Regions from separate parts of the Macaca mulatta genome. Here region 2 is linked to region 1. The links are chromatin contacts, called in public Hi-C maps. All regions are on one chromosome and are shown on one strand. Each heading gives the region's core, a stretch centred on a gene start, on an enhancer-like site or on the middle of the called end of the contact. The rest is flanking DNA. Distances are from core to core; before and after follow the strand shown.

What was found. Hi-C and Micro-C count contacts between places; a contact is called where the count stands out from the background.
Region 2: a Hi-C map of blood shows a contact between it and region 1, with 2.7 times the contacts expected there. The contact joins the promoter of NOTCH2 here to the enhancer-like site in region 1. A contact is called at or near these places in 5 of 14 Hi-C or Micro-C datasets (CD4 T cells, blood, cortical neurons and 2 more).

Annotation. Positions count from the first base shown.
Region 1 is chr1:120,143,222-120,147,486 of T2T-MMU8v2.0, forward strand. No RefSeq gene overlaps it. Among named protein-coding and RNA genes, the nearest start is that of SEC22B, 32 kb to the left of the region's middle. Within about 2 kb of position 2,715, at least 16 of the 40 cell types and tissues checked have an H3K27ac peak or open chromatin away from gene starts, as enhancers often do. A contact at or near this core is called in CD4 T cells and blood, where this site is marked.
Region 2 is chr1:120,217,293-120,221,480 of T2T-MMU8v2.0, forward strand. NOTCH2 (notch receptor 2) reads left to right here and starts at 2,434. Exons shown (of 34, transcript NM_001260662.1): 1 at 2,434-2,708. The coding sequence starts at 2,636. It overlaps LOC144331827 (a long non-coding RNA gene), which reads right to left and starts at 2,205. Exons shown (of 3, transcript XR_013399354.1): 1 at 2,036-2,205.

The DNA.
Region 1 (4,265 bases), core at 1,465-3,964:
CTTAGTACCAGTTTTTAAATAAATTGTTTTGTATATGTAAGAGAAAAGGTGTTCAGTCCTGATTTATAGTTTAGGATGCCTACCTAAGTCCAAAGAATGGTACTAAGCAGTGTCTAAATATGTTCCTATCATAGACTATACGTTTGTCATTCAGATAAAATGTTATGTACATCTAATCTTTCTCATTCTTTCATTATTCAAATATCCCCGTGCTTTTCTATTTAATCTGAACTATCTTGTAATGACAAGAGCAACTAACATTTGAACTGTTCTTAACTCACTTAGGCCAGAGGTTGCAATTTTTATTTTTTTTTTAGTCAAAAAATCAGACCTTGGTGATGACTTGAGCAGTAGGATATAAATAACTCCCACAAGCTTAGCGTTCCAATAATGGAACACTAGGCATATTAATAGCATATAAGGTGCCATCACAGACATGTTTTCCCCTTGATACTCACCATAGCCCTGTGAAGTTGATAGCTACTATCCCCCATTTTACAGACAAATGTTCTAATCTGTAATCAAAATAGCTGATTTTTGCTTGAAGAAAAAGTCTAGAGGGACACCCTATCTGTCAAGAGAGCTCCAGCGGGTGGGTAATTTCTTTCATAATTGCTAGAAGAGCCAATTCTGAATGTGAGACTTTTTCCGTCTGCTTTATTTCAACCAGAGATGGAATAGGAAGGCTTTCCGTTACAGTTTATCAATTCCTTCTGCTTTTGCCAGTTAATCTCTAGCTTTGCTCTTTTGAAAAAACTACCATTTCCCACTCCACTTCTGCTACCACCACCACCAAGTCAGAGTCCTCTTTCTATTCCAGCCAAACCTCTTCCTGTTCTTGAGAATTGCATCACATTCTTGGCTTAACGTAACCAACACCCCCACATTGGCACCAGGGAGTGTGTAGCCCTTCTTTATTGGCTGAAAGTTCTTGTCTGGTGAGCATGGAATAAGTCACTCACTTCCTGAATTTCAGCCCTGGCTAAATTTGCTTCTGGAAAAACATATATCTATTCCTCAGATTTTTGTTTGTTTGTTTGCAAATCTCCTTCACTCCAGCCCTGTACTGGAGTGAGCAAGATTTACCAAATAGGGACAGCGTGAAAGGGAATTTAGCGGGTAGAGGTAGAGGGAAAAGGAATAGTATGTGTAGCTTGCTGAATAAGATATCTGCTCTTGCTGTTTCCATTTCTTCACTTCTCACACAATTTTTAACCCAATCTAATCTGGCATTGGCTCCCATTGTATTGAAAGGTCTTTCACTCAGGACACTAATGCCCTCTCACCTCCCATATTACTAAATCCAGTAAATACATCAGTCTTTATCTTACTTCACATCAGAGTAGCATCTGATGCTTTTGATCACATCCTCTTTGATAGACTCACTCTTCCTTTGCACTATTATTTTTTCCCTATCTCAGTCATGGGTCTTCAACATCCTTTGCCAGCTGCTCTTTATCTACTCCTAAAGTGCTCGTGTTCCTCAGAACCCTGTTCTTCATCAGCCTCTTTTCTCTCTAAACACTTTCTGTGAGAAATATTATCCCTTTCCATGGCATTATTGGGATCTATCTGCCAATTATTTCCAAATCTCTATCTTCCCTAAACTCTGGATTTATATATTCGACTGCTTTCCAGAACTTCTTCAGTTGGAAATTCCTGAAAGCATATTAACTAACTCCCTCCCTCAAACCTATTCCTCTAATAATGCTCCTTATCCAAACATATGCCACACCACCTACCCAGTTTTTCTAGGCAGAAATGTAGGATTCATCCTTAATGACTGTTTTGCTCACCTTCCAAATTCAGTCAATAACCAAGTTCAGTATAATCTACATATTTGAATCCACCCACTTCTCCCTGTCCCCACTAGCCTAAGTGATCACCATCTATGTGGCATTTTGCACATCCCTTTTCTAGTTTCCTGCCCCCAGGTTTCTCCTCTTGGATCATTTTCCACAAACCAGATGGTTCTTTATGTAAATGCAGTTCTGTAAATTCACGACTTGTGTTTAAAATCCTTTAGTTGCTTCTCACTGTCCTTAGGATGGGGTCCGAACTTCTTATCACGGTTCATAAGCCTCTCATGATCAGTAACCTGCCATCAGTCTGAACTCCATTAACACTGACCTCCAGTGTTTCAGACACACCCTGCTTCCTTTTGCCTCTAGGCCTTCATAGATGCTGTTTCCTCTGCTCGGAGCATTCTACTGTAGGGCCTCTAACATCTGTAGACTAAATTCTAGCCTCAAATTATCATTTATCTTATTCCTGAATCAGAACTGAACTTGGATACTTAATTTTTTATTCTTGAATTAAAACCAGGATTTATATTATCCTATGTATTTCTTTGAAAACTGCAGACAAGGGTATTTTCCAGTGAGACTGTATTTGAACTAATTAACTTAGGGTTCAGTTTTCAAAAATCATAGCTGAATGTAAACTGGAACATTTGTTTTTCATGGTACTGGAATGTTTTCTTGGTTGTTATTCATCATGACATTCTAGCTTTGGAATTTTTCATTTCCAGCTGACTTCTTGCAGACTCCTTTCTTACCTCTCAACCCCTTACCCTCTGATTGCCCTATACTTGCCCCTAGATGGATCCAGTTTGCATGCAGTGGTAGCTGTTGTGAGGCTGCGGTTAAATAGAGCTGCTCAGACTGCAACAGGAAAGCATTGAATCGAAAGCAAAGGGGAGGAAGCACAAACCGATACCCACCACAAAGCTGCTGAGTGCCCAGCATGACCCAAGCCGCACCCTCTGATGAGGAGTCTTGTGGAGGAGTAAGAAGCCACAGACTTTAATAAACCATCAGCACAGCCTGTCCTCCACTTCCCTGATCCAGCCTTCCTGGGTCACCATGAGTATCACCAGGTACTGACCTAAGAAGCTGGGTGATGACAGAAAAGTGACCAGAAATGTAGAGGCCGGAGGAAGGTGCCCGAAATGAATGAATGTAAACCATTTTATCTCCAACTCCCTACACAGTTCAGTGTGGTGAGCACGAAGGTCCGGGGCATGAGAATGTTTCTGAGGAGCTCACTGCTTGGAGTGATTCCCAGATGAAGACTCCTAAAAATGTTCCCTAAAAATTGCCTTTGCTACCTGCCTGAAAGGCTGCTTCTAGTAGTGGCCAAAACAACTTATACAAATTTTATAACTAAAAATAAAGCCCTTGTGAGATACAGTTAAGAGAACTTTAAATTTACACTAAGGTATGATGACTATTTTTAGATTATTTCCTGACTTCAATGGAGGGAGGAGAAAGGAAGGAGATGGAGCAGCAAAGACATATGTTACCTACTTAATGATTTCGCCCATGGCCTACCCTGTTTACATTTGTCCCCTTTGCTATCAAAGGAGATATTAAGGAATTATAGGAAAGGGAATGAAAAGTGCAGAAAAATATATAGGAACTAAGTGTAGATTTTAAACATTGGTAAGGTGGAGAACTCCTTGGAACTCTAGAGCTTCACAGTGGCTCTATAATTCACCTGTTCAGGTTCACTACCTCAGAATTTCAGAAGGTGAGATCTGGGCCCTACTTTTGCAGCTGGAAGGTCAGAACCCAAAGAATGGAGGTGACTGACTCAGTCTGGAGGAAAGGTTGCTTGGCTTGGCTGGAAGTGGGTGCTTGTGTCATCACAGAGCGCCAACCTCATACTTCAGATAACAGAACAGGAAATACTGTTAGTGCAGCTGGGAGAGCAGAGGACTGACTGTGTATCCAAGACCATTAAGTTATTTAGTCACCTCTTTGTGTTGGACTTTCTGTCCTACAAGGGACCAGAACTGGCTGTGGGGAGCTTGGGCAATAGATGAAGCAAGCCATCAGGCCAGTTCCTGTTCCTTGCAGCTTTCTTGCCCTTCCTATCATGTTCAGCTTCTTCAATCTGCTCAACCCAGAAAGTCTTCCAAGACTGACATCATTACCAAAGTTTAAATGGAAGAATCTTAGGCATTGTGACAGGAGACGGAGTAACAATTCTGGAGTAGAGGAACCGTCTCTCACAAGGCCTCTCTACTATAAGTGGTAAAAATTTGTGCTTTATTTTAGCAACCACAACAACAGTGAATTGGAAAGGATCTAATAAAGGAAACAGAACAGAATTTGTAGCCAGACGACTTTGTTTTGAAACTATTCTTCCTTTCTTCCCTTCCTCTCTCCCTCTCTTCCTTCTTTCCTTCCCTCCTTCCCTTCAGAAAGGAAAGGTCAGGGAGGATAGCCATAGAATGGGAAGCTCCTTAGGCCTCAGAGGAA
Region 2 (4,188 bases), core at 1,184-3,683, 74 kb after region 1:
TTTTAAAATTTGTATGCAGCCAAGTCACTATGAATTATCTTTAGTGAGTAAAGAGGAAGATCAAACTGGTAACACTGTGGGTAAACAACTGAAAAATAGTGTTATCTTTCTCTGAACATATTTGCACAACAGAAATTCCAAAAATGTTTTGACTACGCTATTTTTGAAAAGAGTTTCTAGTATTCCAATGTGACCACTTTCACTAACAGTACTTGCTTACCGTAAGTGCCTGCTAACATACAGTTTTGGAACTTCATAGGTCTATGCCCATACTGATTTGCACTTGCTTAGTGTTGTTTTACATTCTAGTTCAACATCTATTATGTGATAGACACTGGGGATGAATAGGCTGTGGTCCTTGCCCATGAGGACCTCAAAATGTAGTTGAGAACACAGAAATACAAAGTGTCCTGTGTGAAAAATAAATATCGGTGTAAGATAAAGAAGTGGCAGTGGAAGACAGTGGAGGGACTGTCTGTTAGGAGTAGGAATTTATTGCGATGTCGGCAAAGCCTTCTTTGGACTGAAGGATGAATTATGATTCGAAGTTCATTATGAGGAGGAGGGAAGGGGACTACAGGAGTCATTCGAAGCCAAAGGAACAGAAGGTACTGGGACAGCAACAGCAAGATATGTTTGGGGGAATCTCAAGTTAGTCAATACTGTTATTGTGTGAAGTTCACAACAGGGGCAGGGAGGACAGGAGATGGGGCCCAATGACGAAAAGGCCTTGTATGTACCATTTTTAGAAGTTTGAATTTTACCCTATAGGAGTCAGGGTAGGATTTCCCATCCCAACAGGATTGTAAACTCCCACATCCAATTAGTCACATCCCCACTTTTTTTTTTCTTTTTCTTTAACATTGTCTCAGATCCATTCCTTCTGAAATCTACCTCATTAGTTCAGGTCTTCTTAAATTTGTGCCTGGACTGTTTCACTAACTCTTGACTGGTCCTGGGGCTCCAGTTCACCTCTTGCTCCCAACAATCAATTTTGTACAGGATTATCAGAGCAATCTTCCTTTCCATCAGTCTCAACTCTGTTTAAAAACTTTCAATAGTTTTCTGTGACCTAAGAGGTAGCTGCCTCCCCACCCTTTCAGCTTGCCATTCAAGGCTGCATAATTTGGTTCCAATCCCCTTTCCCTCCTTGACTCCTCTCACTGCTAACAGAGCCAGAACTCGTTTACTTACTCTTTTGACTGTACCTTTGCTTTCATGAGGGCTCTTTCCTGGAATGATATGTCCATACAACTATTGCTGTTGTTCTTACTTTTAGCTCTTTTCTTAGTAGCCCATTTGTACCCAGGCTTGATCACACACCCTACTCTCCTGCCCTGCAAGTAACTACTATTCTGGTTATAGTCTCTTAATATCTATATCTATATACATGCATCCACAGATAATGTGTAGTATTGTTTTGAAAACAATATGCATAAATGGTATACTTTGTCTCCCTCTGCGATTAGTTTTGTCACTATCATCTAGTTTTTAAGCTTTACCCCTATTGACATAAATATAGTCTTTTCAGTTAGTGTGTTGCATTTCATTTTATAAATGTACCTTACATCATTCATCCATTCCTCTGAGGGTGGATATTTATGTTGTTTTCAAGGTTTTGCTATTACAGTGTTACAATGAATATCCTTAGCTTAGCTGGTCTCGTCTTATACAAATTTTACTGACCTTTCAAGATCCTGCTTTCATCCCAGCTCCTATGTGAAAGCCTTCCCTGAATCCCCCAGCCCACAGCGGCAAAGTCTTGGTCCTCAAAGTTGCTTGTGCATCTTTGGTATCATTCCACTGCCAAACACACAGCTACGCAAAGTAAGGCAATTAAGAAATACTTGCTACACGGATGAACAAATGAATGAATGAATGGGGCAGCACCACTCCATGATGGCTCTATTCCTTTTTAATGGACTTTGGCGCCTTGGCCCCCTTTTCTTCTTTGACAGCACTGGTCCTACTCCAGCGCATTCCTCTAGCTAGCAAAGCAGTGTGTGAATGTGTGGGTGTAGGGGGCGATACAGACCTCACTGGATGAGGGCCGCCTCTCCCTGCAAGTTCACGATCCCGGCAAACTCTAGTGCTTGAAGTTCAGAGCCCTACCCCACTCCCCTCCGCCCCAACGCCCCTTCGGCACGGGCCCGGCCAGCGAGGCGCTGCAGCCCTGATCGAGTGAAGGCGCTGCGGCCCCCGGGGCGGCTGGAGAAGGATGCGGCCGGCACCGATGACTCGTAGTAGATCCCTCCGCGCGGAGCTCGGGCCGGCGCTTCTTCCTGCGGGAAACCCCTGGGTGCCCAAGGCGGCGGGGCCGAGGCCGCGGCGACAGTGGGGCGGGGCTTGCGGTGGGAGGAGGCGGCTGAGGCGGAAGGACACACGAGGCTGCTTCGCTGCACACCCGAGAAAGTTTCAGCCAAACTTCGGGCGGCGGCTGAGGCGGCGGCGGAGGAGAGGCGGACTCGGGGCGCGGGGAGTCGAGGCATTTGCGCCGGGACTTCGGAGCGTAGCGCCAGGGCCTGAGCCTTTGAAGCAGGAGGTGGGGAGGAGAGAGTGGGGCTCCTCTGTTGGGACCCCCTCCCCATGTGGATCTGCCCAGGCGGCGGCGGCGGAGGAGGAGGCGACCGAGAAGATGCCCGCCCTGCGCCCCGCTCTGCTGTGGGCGCTGCTGGCGCTCTGGTTGTGCCGCGCGGCCCCCGCGCGTGGTGAGTATCGGGCTGAGGGGCGCTGTCCGCGGCGCCCGGGGCCGCCACCTAGGGCGACCCTTCTCCCCCTCGGTCCTCCTCTCTGTGGGAAGGCCAGGCTCGGCCGTCGGCGCGGAGCGAGGCCACTCGCTGGGTTCCCGAAAGTTTGGACATCGCCGGGGGCCCCTCCCGTGGCGCCCCCGCCAACCCCCGGGGTTCCCCGCCGCCTCTGCTCCCCGCGGCCCGGGACCCCTCACACGCCTCCTCGGCCGGAGGGAGGCCGGCAGCAAGTCTCAGAAACTCCCTTTTCCTAGTGTCAGGGTGCGGAGAGGTGGGCAGTTTTGCCCTTCAGGTTCCGCGTTTCCTGGGGTCGAGCGAGAGCCGACGGCGGGCCTCGGAGGGGCTGAGCGAAGGAATGCCAGATTCTGGCGTGGAGAGCGGGGGCAGGGCCGCCAAGCCAAACGGCCTGCACCTTCGCAGCCAGCCTCGGCTTTGCCGGGGGGCGGCACACGGGCCGGGTGTGTGGGCTTGGTTTGGATGGGGACTGGGTTTTGCGGCGCGCCTGAGTTTTGACACTCCGATCCCACCGAAAGTCCGGAGGAGCCGGGTGTACTGCTCGTGTCTTTGAAAGGTGGAGGCAGGAGAAGTAGGGCAACTGGTGTGGCTGCATGCTGAGGCACATGATTTAAAAATCTCAACTGCTGTTATTCTTTCCGAGGCGCGGAGCTCTGCTGCTCTTTCAGGCTGTGTCCAGACGCAGGAATGTGGTGTGACGATCACCAATTCCTCCAACCTGGCAGCAGCATTTGCTGCTCCTTTGGCATGGCTGGGGGTGGGGCACGGGCGGGTGAGGAAAAGTGGATACGTTAATTCAAAGGGCTTCCTTAGAAAGCTTCTTTATGGTTGGATGTTTCTAACACGGTTGGACCAAGGAAAGGGAATCAAATCGTGTCTTCCCCATCCCACCCACACTTTTAGATTCTTCATTTCTTCAGACTCTATAGTGGAAGTAACTTGGGCTTTGGAGCCCTGCTTTGTAATCCTGGATTCAAATCTAGCTCTGCTGTATGAACTCACCAATAAAATAGGGATGAAATTATCCAGCTAATAGGATTAATTAAAATAATGTATATTAAACGGATGACACTCTAAAGGTGTTCATAAAGTCCTTTCAGGGCCGAGGCTGTGTTTTACTCTTTCTGAGATTGATGCTCCAGTGGGATGGTGTTTTGTGCATTTTTGTTGAACAGTAAGGAGCCCCTTCTTTTTCTGAGCCTAATCCGAACAAAGATTTTTACCTTCACCAAAAAACTAGTACGTGAACTACATCTTTTTTCAGATAAAAGGTTAGGAAGATGATGAGCTTCAGAAAAATATGGTCTTTGTTCATTGTTAACAGGCAGTCGACATGTCAATCGCAGATGTTTAAAAAGAGAACAAGGTTATTTATCACCTGAAAACAGTAGTGGGTTGTTCAGCACCAACTAGATACTTCTTGGAA